Regions from separate parts of the Rattus norvegicus genome. Here all the other regions are linked to region 3. The links are chromatin contacts, called in public Hi-C maps. All regions are on one chromosome and are shown on one strand. Each heading gives the region's core, a stretch centred on a gene start, on an enhancer-like site or on the middle of the called end of the contact. The rest is flanking DNA. Distances are from core to core; before and after follow the strand shown.

What was found. Hi-C and Micro-C count contacts between places; a contact is called where the count stands out from the background.
Region 1: a Hi-C map of frontal cortex shows a contact between it and region 3, with 2.5 times the contacts expected there. The contact joins the enhancer-like site here to the promoter of Gja1 in region 3. A contact is called at or near these places in 2 of 12 Hi-C or Micro-C datasets (frontal cortex and psoas muscle).
Region 2: a Hi-C map of the A7r5 cell line shows a contact between it and region 3, with 6 times the contacts expected there. The contact joins the enhancer-like site here to the promoter of Gja1 in region 3. A contact is called at or near these places in 7 of 12 Hi-C or Micro-C datasets (the A7r5 cell line, Schwann cells, frontal cortex and 3 more).

Annotation. Positions count from the first base shown.
Region 1 is chr20:36,665,365-36,668,216 of GRCr8, reverse strand. No RefSeq gene overlaps it. Among named protein-coding and RNA genes, the nearest start is that of Gja1, 360 kb to the right of the region's middle. Within about 2 kb of position 1,331, at least 40 of the 93 cell types and tissues checked have an H3K27ac peak or open chromatin away from gene starts, as enhancers often do.
Region 2 is chr20:36,685,319-36,688,134 of GRCr8, reverse strand. No RefSeq gene overlaps it. Among named protein-coding and RNA genes, the nearest start is that of Gja1, 380 kb to the right of the region's middle. Within about 2 kb of position 1,429, at least 9 of the 93 cell types and tissues checked have an H3K27ac peak or open chromatin away from gene starts, as enhancers often do. A contact at or near this core is called in the A7r5 cell line, where this site is marked.
Region 3 is chr20:36,301,298-36,304,247 of GRCr8, reverse strand. Gja1 (gap junction protein, alpha 1) reads right to left here and starts at 1,684. Exons shown (of 2, transcript NM_012567.2): 1 at 1,502-1,684.

The DNA.
Region 1 (2,852 bases), core at 82-2,581, 360 kb before region 3:
CCTGTTTTTACCAAATTAGTAATGTTCCTTGTCAGGTCCAAAGGAAACTCCAATGTCCCAAACTCCAACAGTCAGCACAAATATCCAGAAATGAGCTCACCCTAGACATTGGAGGATTTCTGGCAGTTAGATTAAGAGCCAGCACTTCCCCCAGGACGTTTCGAATCTGTTCGTGTCGACCAAAAGGAGTCATTTCCTTTACGTCCAGCAAAAGGGACATATATGAGTCTCCAATTAACACACACCCATGCTGTCAAGGTTCACACATCAGCATATCAAGGTCCATGCCTGCCTCCAGGACGCTCAGTCCCTTGTCACCAGTACTGGTTATCCATTTCAAAGTTCCCACTCCAGTCTCCTGGCCAATTCCCCCTCTCAGCTACTCATCTTTCTTAACATCCAGTTATTCTCACTATGTATTCTCTACTTTCTGCCCTCTTGCTAGTCTACTGCTCTTACACACAGTCCAGGTCACGTCTAGACTGTTGGTCATGTCCAGTCTTTTTCTTCTGCCTTCTGTCCTGGATTCTTCCAGATGCCTCTGGATATTCTTTCTCTCTCTTATTTAAAATGAACACCTTCCCCTTAACCATACCACAGAGCAGTCATGACAGAAGCTTCCTTATTCCAACCCCTTGCATACATCTAGTGCCAAACTTACACGCACCAAGATGCCTTCATTCTTTTGTCTTTCAAAACCCACTTACGTTGGTTTTCTTTTGTTTTATTTTTGCTTAAATTGTCTGCATTGCCCCAGCTTGATTAATTGCCACAAAACTCTCAGATTATAGTATCCAAAGTCTAATTAATACGGTGTCACCTAATGCATCTAGAATTCAGGCCAGCCTGGGCTACATGGTCAAACCATATTTCAAATAAAAGAAAATAATAAGGAGAAGGAAAGAACAGCTTAAAGGAAGCATCGTTGAAGTTACTTCCTGCTTTTCTGCCAAACAGTAAGAACAGCACCTCCTCTGATTGCATAGTCCTTATCAGTTTTCCACATCAGAGGGAAGACTGGCAGCTGACTGGGTTTCTTTTCCTTCATCTTAAATCCCTCCAGACAAACAATAGTGTTGGTGCATAGCTGCTCAACGTTTTCATGGAATCGAGTTTAATATTCTTTCCCATCTACATGCCAGCGGATGACTAAACAAGGAGACCAACCACAGCCCATTTTTCATCCTAATCCTGGAAGATTTGGGAAATGACTGATCATGCTTATTTAGGTGGCTTTCCTTTGTAGCAAGTGGAGAAAGAAAGTCTGCATCTTAAGCACTTCTGAGAACTAGCACATGGCCTTTGCCCCAGAACAGGGCTTGCTTGTGAGTGGAACTTAACGATCCCTGTTCCTTCCCTGTCTTTGTCCTTCGCACAGAACTTCCTTCACAGCAGAACTGTGTTCTCTCAAAGTTCAACATCCATTAGTATTCCCTCCTGTGGGTCTGATTCTAATTAGAGCACTCCAGTAATTATTGTTCCTAGTTAAAAGAAAAACCTTTTAATTTAAAAGGAAAGAAAAAATCACCCACAAGGCTTAGCGTTTCACATCCGCTTCTTACCTTATGGGTATATTTTTGTTTGCTTTGTTTTTTCTAAAGATTTGCTTACTTTATTTTATGTTCATAAATATTTTCCTGCATGCAAATATACGTGCACCACGTAAATGACTGGTGCCACGGATCTCACAAAACTAGAGTTGCAGACATTTATGAGCTGTCGTGTGGGTGCTGGAAATTGAACCCAGGTCTCATCGAGGAGCCGCCATTGATCCTAACCACTGAGCGATTTCTCCAGACCCAAGGGTGTACTTCTTTAACACTTCAATAAAATTTTATTTGGTTGCTTTAAACGACAATAGCAACAAACTTGTAAAAGATTTGCAAGTAGCTGTCCTTTCTGATAGAAGACTGTTTAAGAAAGCAAAACACTCCTGGTGATTAGGGTTCTAGATGGGGCCAAGCAGCACAGTGGGGAGGCTGGCATCTTGTTTCCTTCCTCAGATCAAGCCATTTTTAGTTACTCTCTCTGGGTTTCTGTATCTTTAGTGGTAAGACAATGTCATCTCAAGGCTCTGTAGTAGGATCATAGGGTTCCCTGACCTCTACCTGATGTTTGGTTGTGGGTCTCTGCATCTGTTTCTATCAGGTGGTGGGCGAAGGCTCTCAGATGAGTTAAGGTAGGTGCCTGTCTGCATAGAATAGATACTTATGTATCCAATATTTTGTAAATGTTTGCTAGGCAAAAAGTGGTGATAAATAGAAAAAGTGTAAGAGACCCTGCTTCACGGTATGCAGATGTTACTGACAAAATTAATCCCCCATTTATTTCTAATTTATTTCATGATTCTAATACCTGCCCAGAAATATTGTCATGTATCACACCATTAAAATCTGATTCTTCTCCCTTTTCTGTGGGTCACCCTTATTGTACTGCTTATTTTTGAGGAAGTAAAGGGGCAGCGTAAAGCTGTATGAACCTGCCCCTAAGAGTAGGTTGAGAAGAATCACTCACCTTCACAGTAGCTCCATTTTTCTCTTGCGTCTCTCACCCTTGAGGGCCAGCCATGAGTTACCAAGAAAGCCAAGCAACATGTGGATAGGCCAGGTGAAACTATGTCCCAGCCCCATATACGGCTGAAGGTGATCATCATTCACGGACCACTCTAATTGATCCCTGTTCCTGACTTCTGAGTTACCACATCTGATTCCAAACGAAGCGGAAATTAATTCCCAGGAACTTTCACTTGAGACATTGACTGTCACACCAAATAATTGTTGTTTCTGTTTAAATACACTAACTTTATGCATGGATCAGTACCTTCAGCACTACCCGAATTTTGCTTAATATTA
Region 2 (2,816 bases), core at 180-2,679, 380 kb before region 3:
TTTCTAAATCAGTTTTGAATACTGAATTATAAAGTGTCATTAAAAGACAGATATACAGATTGTTAACCATAGAAGAATGGTAATTCTGTATCAAGTCTCCACTGGAAGTTACTGGTGACTTTTATATTGTACTTTAAGTTGCTTATGTGTAATCACGGCTCAACTAGATTCTGCACATCTACAGTGAAGTCTGAGAACATGCTTGAGTCAGCCAAGCGTGTGATTGCAAACCTACAATTCTAGCACTTAAGAAGTGGGGGCTAAGAATCATCCCAACTTCAAGGCTAGCCTGGACTACCTTGTCTCAAAATATGTACATACACAGTACATTTATGTATAACATATTGCGACATTATTAATATAATCAATCAATATTTTTAGCTCACTTTTGTTCTACTATGGCTAGCCTAAGAGTCCAACTTTAAAAGGTATGTACACATCCACGTGTTTATGAACATGTCATTCTGACCTGTAACAAGCTACATACTAGCAACAGCTCACTTTCAATGTATATACCAAACAATTTATATGTCTTCGAAATGAGGTTTCTTATTCCATGCTCATCTCCCGGGCAACGTGGCTTAATCTACTCAGGGACCCAGGAACTGAGGAATGAGAACCCTGGTGGATTATGTGACCACTTTGAATAGTGTCTGACACACTCACTACTTATTTAAGCAGCTAGCAAACCAAATGTGTGTGCCCTTGTCCCTGATCGATACAATGAGGTGGTTTGAATGAGAAATGACCCCCGTAAGCTCGACTATTTGGTGTCCAGTAGGTGGCGCTGTTTGGAGAGGCGATGTAACCTTGTTGGAGGAGGTAACTCTCTAAGGACTCACTTTGAGAGTTCAAAGCCTCACCCCCACTTCCGATTCCCCCCTCTCTGTTTGGTACTCGCAGGTAAAAGTGTGATTCTCAGCTTCCGGCTCCAGCCACTCTCTGCCAAGCCTCTCTCGCTATTAAGGATGCTTCTGCTGAGTCAGCCCAAACGTACTTTTCTTTTGCTGCCTTTGTCCATGGTATTTTATCACACCAATAGAAAAGCGACTCATATAAACGGGGAAAAACAAAAAACAAAACAAAAAAACCCCGCCAACCCGTTCAGCACTTGAACATCTTTTCTCAGTTACAATCGAAGAGTCAGAGTGCTTACTGCAGAGTAGGAAGTTACAGAGGTCCTTTGGGTCGTTAGTGGTCTGAAGCTGAGAATGTTAAATTTGGCAATAAGGGATGTATATGAATATTTTAGACGGTTGTCGAATTTTTAAAGTCTTAACGATGTAAGTAAAGAGGTTAAAATTCCCCCTTCCGTGTCAGCATTCTTTGAGGGCAAATGTCAATGTCGATAACATTCCGTCTGCTGCAATTGAAGACAGTTATGATTTCTGTAAATGAGCCGCTGGCCTCAGGCTGACAGGGCATGCCTGCTGTGGGCTGCGGCCTGAGCTCACCACCTAGAATGAAGTGAGTCACCACCCGGGGTTTTCATTCCCAGCAAAGGAGTTGACTCACAGAGTGACCTTAAACATTACTCCCCTGACTCAGTTTCTCCTAGAAAAGTAGCTCTGGCAGAATGAAGTCTTACACGCCTCCACTGTCGCTGATAGGCATGTAAAGTATCAGAAAACAAAGCTTAATGTAGTTTTAAGTTCTGATCTCTCTTCTCTTGGTAAATCAATGATTTAAGGTGTGATCATAGCTTTTTCTTACTTTTATTTTTTACTGAAGATTTCATCGCCGTTGTTTTTTGTTTGTTTTTGTGTGCTGGTTCACATGGAGATCCGAGGATAATAGTGAGTGTTATCTCCAGGTCCACCACCATCACTGAGACTCACCGAAGAGAGTAGGAAGAGCTCTCCCTTTCCCGCCTCCCCAATACGGGCTCTCAGGATAGACTATAGGTCCTCATGTTGTGAGACAAACATTTTATTGACCTTTCCATCGCCGTAGACCTCAAAAGTGTTTTGTATATTGAGCCCTCTATAGATGCATAATTGGAATTATTTTTTAGAAAGTGACATACCTGAGTCATACCAAGAACTGCTAAATTATACCTCAGCACCACAGTGTCGTAAATAATTGATAACAGCAGTGATACTTTGCATATAGTATGGGCACGGCAGAATAATTCAGGAATTTTACAAATAACATTAAATGTAATATTTTCTGGGTCATGACTGCCTTATGGAAATTAATATTGCTCTCTGAATGGATTATTCCTTAAAGGACTGAAGTAACTCTCGTGAGAAAGGACATACAATAGCGAGGTGAGCCATTCCTCTGTCTCTTTCTTGTTTAACCCTTTTCATGTGGTTAGCTCCCTCACTTCATGCCACAACGGGACACACCCAGAAGGCATTGCCCAACTGTCTGGGCTTTTTGTTCTCCACAACTGCGAGCTAATAACAATTTTTTTTCTCTATATATTACTCAGTATCTGGGACTCTATTATAAGCAGTGCAAGATAAATTAATTTTGTATGAACAGAATTTAAATAACGTGTATGTACTTAGAAGACAACATTATTCACTGAGGTCTAAGTGGGAGCTAGAGAGAGAGCTCAGCAGTGAAGAGTACCTGATGCTCTTCCAGATTATCTGAGTGGAGTCCTCATGACTGCCTGTAACTACAGCTCCAGGGAGGTCTGCCTCCCTATTCTGGGCTTCACCTTCATGGACATCTGCACTCACATATGCACAGACCCACACATATACACATCATTTATGAAGAACGCTGACAAGTATTTTCTACATTTTCTAGAAAAACAATCACATATATGTGCATACACGCATACACATAGGAGTGTTCTCTAT
Region 3 (2,950 bases), core at 435-2,934:
CATTTACCAGCACCCGGGCTCCCTAGGTGTTCAGGGGACCTTCCCGGGGGCTCCACTCAGCCACCCGACAAGTTTAGGCAGAGAAACCACGAAAAGGCGTCTCGGAGGGCAGGGGAAGAGACTTCAGATTGACAACTTTAATAAAGTCGACCACTTGCTGCCTCTGACGGTCCGGCCGCGAGGCTCGCCTCCCCTCCCCCCCAACCCCCCTCCGTCGCAGGCAGCGGTCTGGACCGCGAAGCCGGAAGGCTGCGGGGAGCCGAGCCCGGGATGATGCTAAGATTGGGCAGGAAGGGCCCGTGCCACCCTCTGCCCTAAAGTTTTCACTTCAAAAGGACTCGGCCCGTCTGGTACACGGGAAAAAAAAAAAAAACCAACCAAACAAAACTACAGACCCACCCTGAGTCGTTTCGGTGTGGATTTAGGCCGGACAGAATGAAGACTGGGCAAAGTGCTTTACAGAATGTGTTACCAATTTAAAAATAAAGAAAAAAAATAACAGCTTTAAGACGGATCCCCTTTAAACTGCACGTTAACATCATTTTTGCTTAGTGCTTTGCACCCTCTAGAAGCTAATTCAAAACTGTCCCAACAGCTCTGAAGTCCCTACAGGTCCGGGCAGGCAGGCGAAGGGGGGTGGGGGTGGGGAGGGGGCAGCCCCTTCTAAAGCGCGGCTCCAAAATTCCCTTTTCCCCATTCCTTCTAGGAGCTTGGGTTTTAGCAGTTGGTTTTGGAAAAGCACCCTGGCACACACTGTTTCTAACGCCGGTTCCTCTAACGCTCCCCAAGTCACCACCACCCATTCAAGATTTCTCGCGCCCGCAGTTGCCAGCGTGGAGGGGAAAAAAAAAAAAAAAGCTGGCTGTGTGGGCTGAGGGGTTCGTCCCGTAGCACCGCGCTGGCTCGCACAAAGTAACTACTGTTGGTCTAAAAACCCTACCCGCAGCACCCCGATCTACGTATTTTCTGGCTTAATCCAGAAAAAAGGCTAAGGAAGAACCACGTGGAAGTCAACTGCTGCGGCAGGGGCTCAACAAAGCACTGTTACAAAAGGAGCCAGCTTTCTCAAGGCTGTAGAACAGCCGACGGGATTTTCAGGAGGAAAAAGGAAAAAGCCTGCAGTGTCCTGCACTAGAGGAAGCAGGCTAGGCAAAGTTGACGGAGGGGACCCCCCCTTCCCTCCCACCGCAGCACCTTCTCCATCAGGGACTACAGAAAAGTGAAAATTAGGCTCCACAACAAAGAACCAAGTCTAGGAAGTTGGTCCTTCACTCTAGCTGGAAAAAGTTTGAGCCTTTTACCTGTTGCACGAGCAGCGGAACTTTTTAAACAATCAAAATATAAACCAGCACGTGGAAATGGCAAAGACACTTGGAAGACCATCGTTCTACTTACGATATCCTAAGCCAAAGACGCAACGCGTTTACAAAGCACAGTGCAAGAGTTTTCCTGACAGAAAGAGACGCTATTAGGTAAAAGCGGGTTTTTTATCAAAACTTACTCTTTCACTTAATGAAAGTGAAGCCGGCGCGCCAAAGTTGGTGGAACTCCTTGGAGGCTGAAGTCAAAGGAAAAATGAGAGTTCAGGCTCTCAGACCTGTCTGTTTAAAGTTTAAAAGTCTGCTGCTGTTTGGTACTTTCCTCACGCCTTTCCCCCAATGAAAGAAAAGTGCTGATACCTCGTAAAAGCGTTTTTCTAACTTGGAGCGCAGAGCTTTTAAAAGTTTCAAGCCACTGACTCAACTGGAAGGAGGGGCCAGGAGAAAGGGGAGGGAGGAAGAAAAGGCGGGGAGAAGGTGGGGAGGAGGCTGACGAACGTGGGGCTGAGCAGGCAGAAGCAACCTGGTCAAGATAAAGTTGTAGTTTGAATGTGCTGACGAGAAGGGAAAAAAATATGAGAAAACAGCTCTAGCTGTCCGTCGGCCACTGCAGGGCTGTGACTCCTCACAGATAAAATACTGTTGGGTGTAGTAGGGCTTGTTTCAGGGGATGACCAGGGGGAGGGAGAAGACGTACCTTTCGTGTTACATTTTCTAAATGAAAAAAAAATGCAATAAATAAAAATGGGGGGCGGGGGGGACAAGGTCAACTCGTGCAGACTTGTTCTGCGTTCCCCAAGGTGTGTGAAGCTTGAGGTGGGTGTGCGTGATCTTTCTTATGACCTAATTCTCCTCCTCTTAAACACGGACAATTAACAAAGGAAAAAAGGCGGTGGGCATGGGAAAGGCATTTCACAACCAGCCCCAGTGGAGGGGTATGTCTACTCGTCGGTTTCTCTGCTGCTTTAGATAGTTTTGTGTATTCCTTCGATTAAGAACAGGAAGGTAGATGTTATGTATTATGAAAAATATCATGTAGGTAACTTTGGACTGAAACGTTGATACTGACCTCTACCCAGTCTCCGAGGAAGTGAACGTCCTATCTCAGTCCTATTCATGACTACAATTTAGCATTTAAATCGGCAGGAAGATGCCAAAATTCTCCCCCTCCCCTCCCTCCCTCCTCCTCCTCCTCCTCCTCCTCCTCCTCCTCCTCCTCCTCCTCCTCCTCCTCCTCCTCCTCCTAACTGCAGACTAGAGTTTCCAGATACATTATGTTAGCATAAAGCCAGTCTGAAAACTTCCTCCTCTCTTTCGATCATGTCCCTAGGAAGCCCATCCAGGGGAGAGACGTCTGCCTGGTGACCGCCTGCCTACAACTTCATGGCTTTCTCATCATACCTGACGGGGTTTATGAAGGACTGAGTCATATAACCTCATTCCTAAGGGTGGGCAGCTCCTTTGAGGGCTCCCAGATGTCCTCCAAGAGGGCTTATGGCAGGGCAATAAACAGGCTTCAGCGGTGTTCCCGGGGTTAGGCAGGGAAATCTCTCGGCCTTTGTTCAGGCATCACCTGACTGGGTTGAGCATCTCACTCTAAGGCAAACAGCAGAACAAAGGATGGCAAAGAC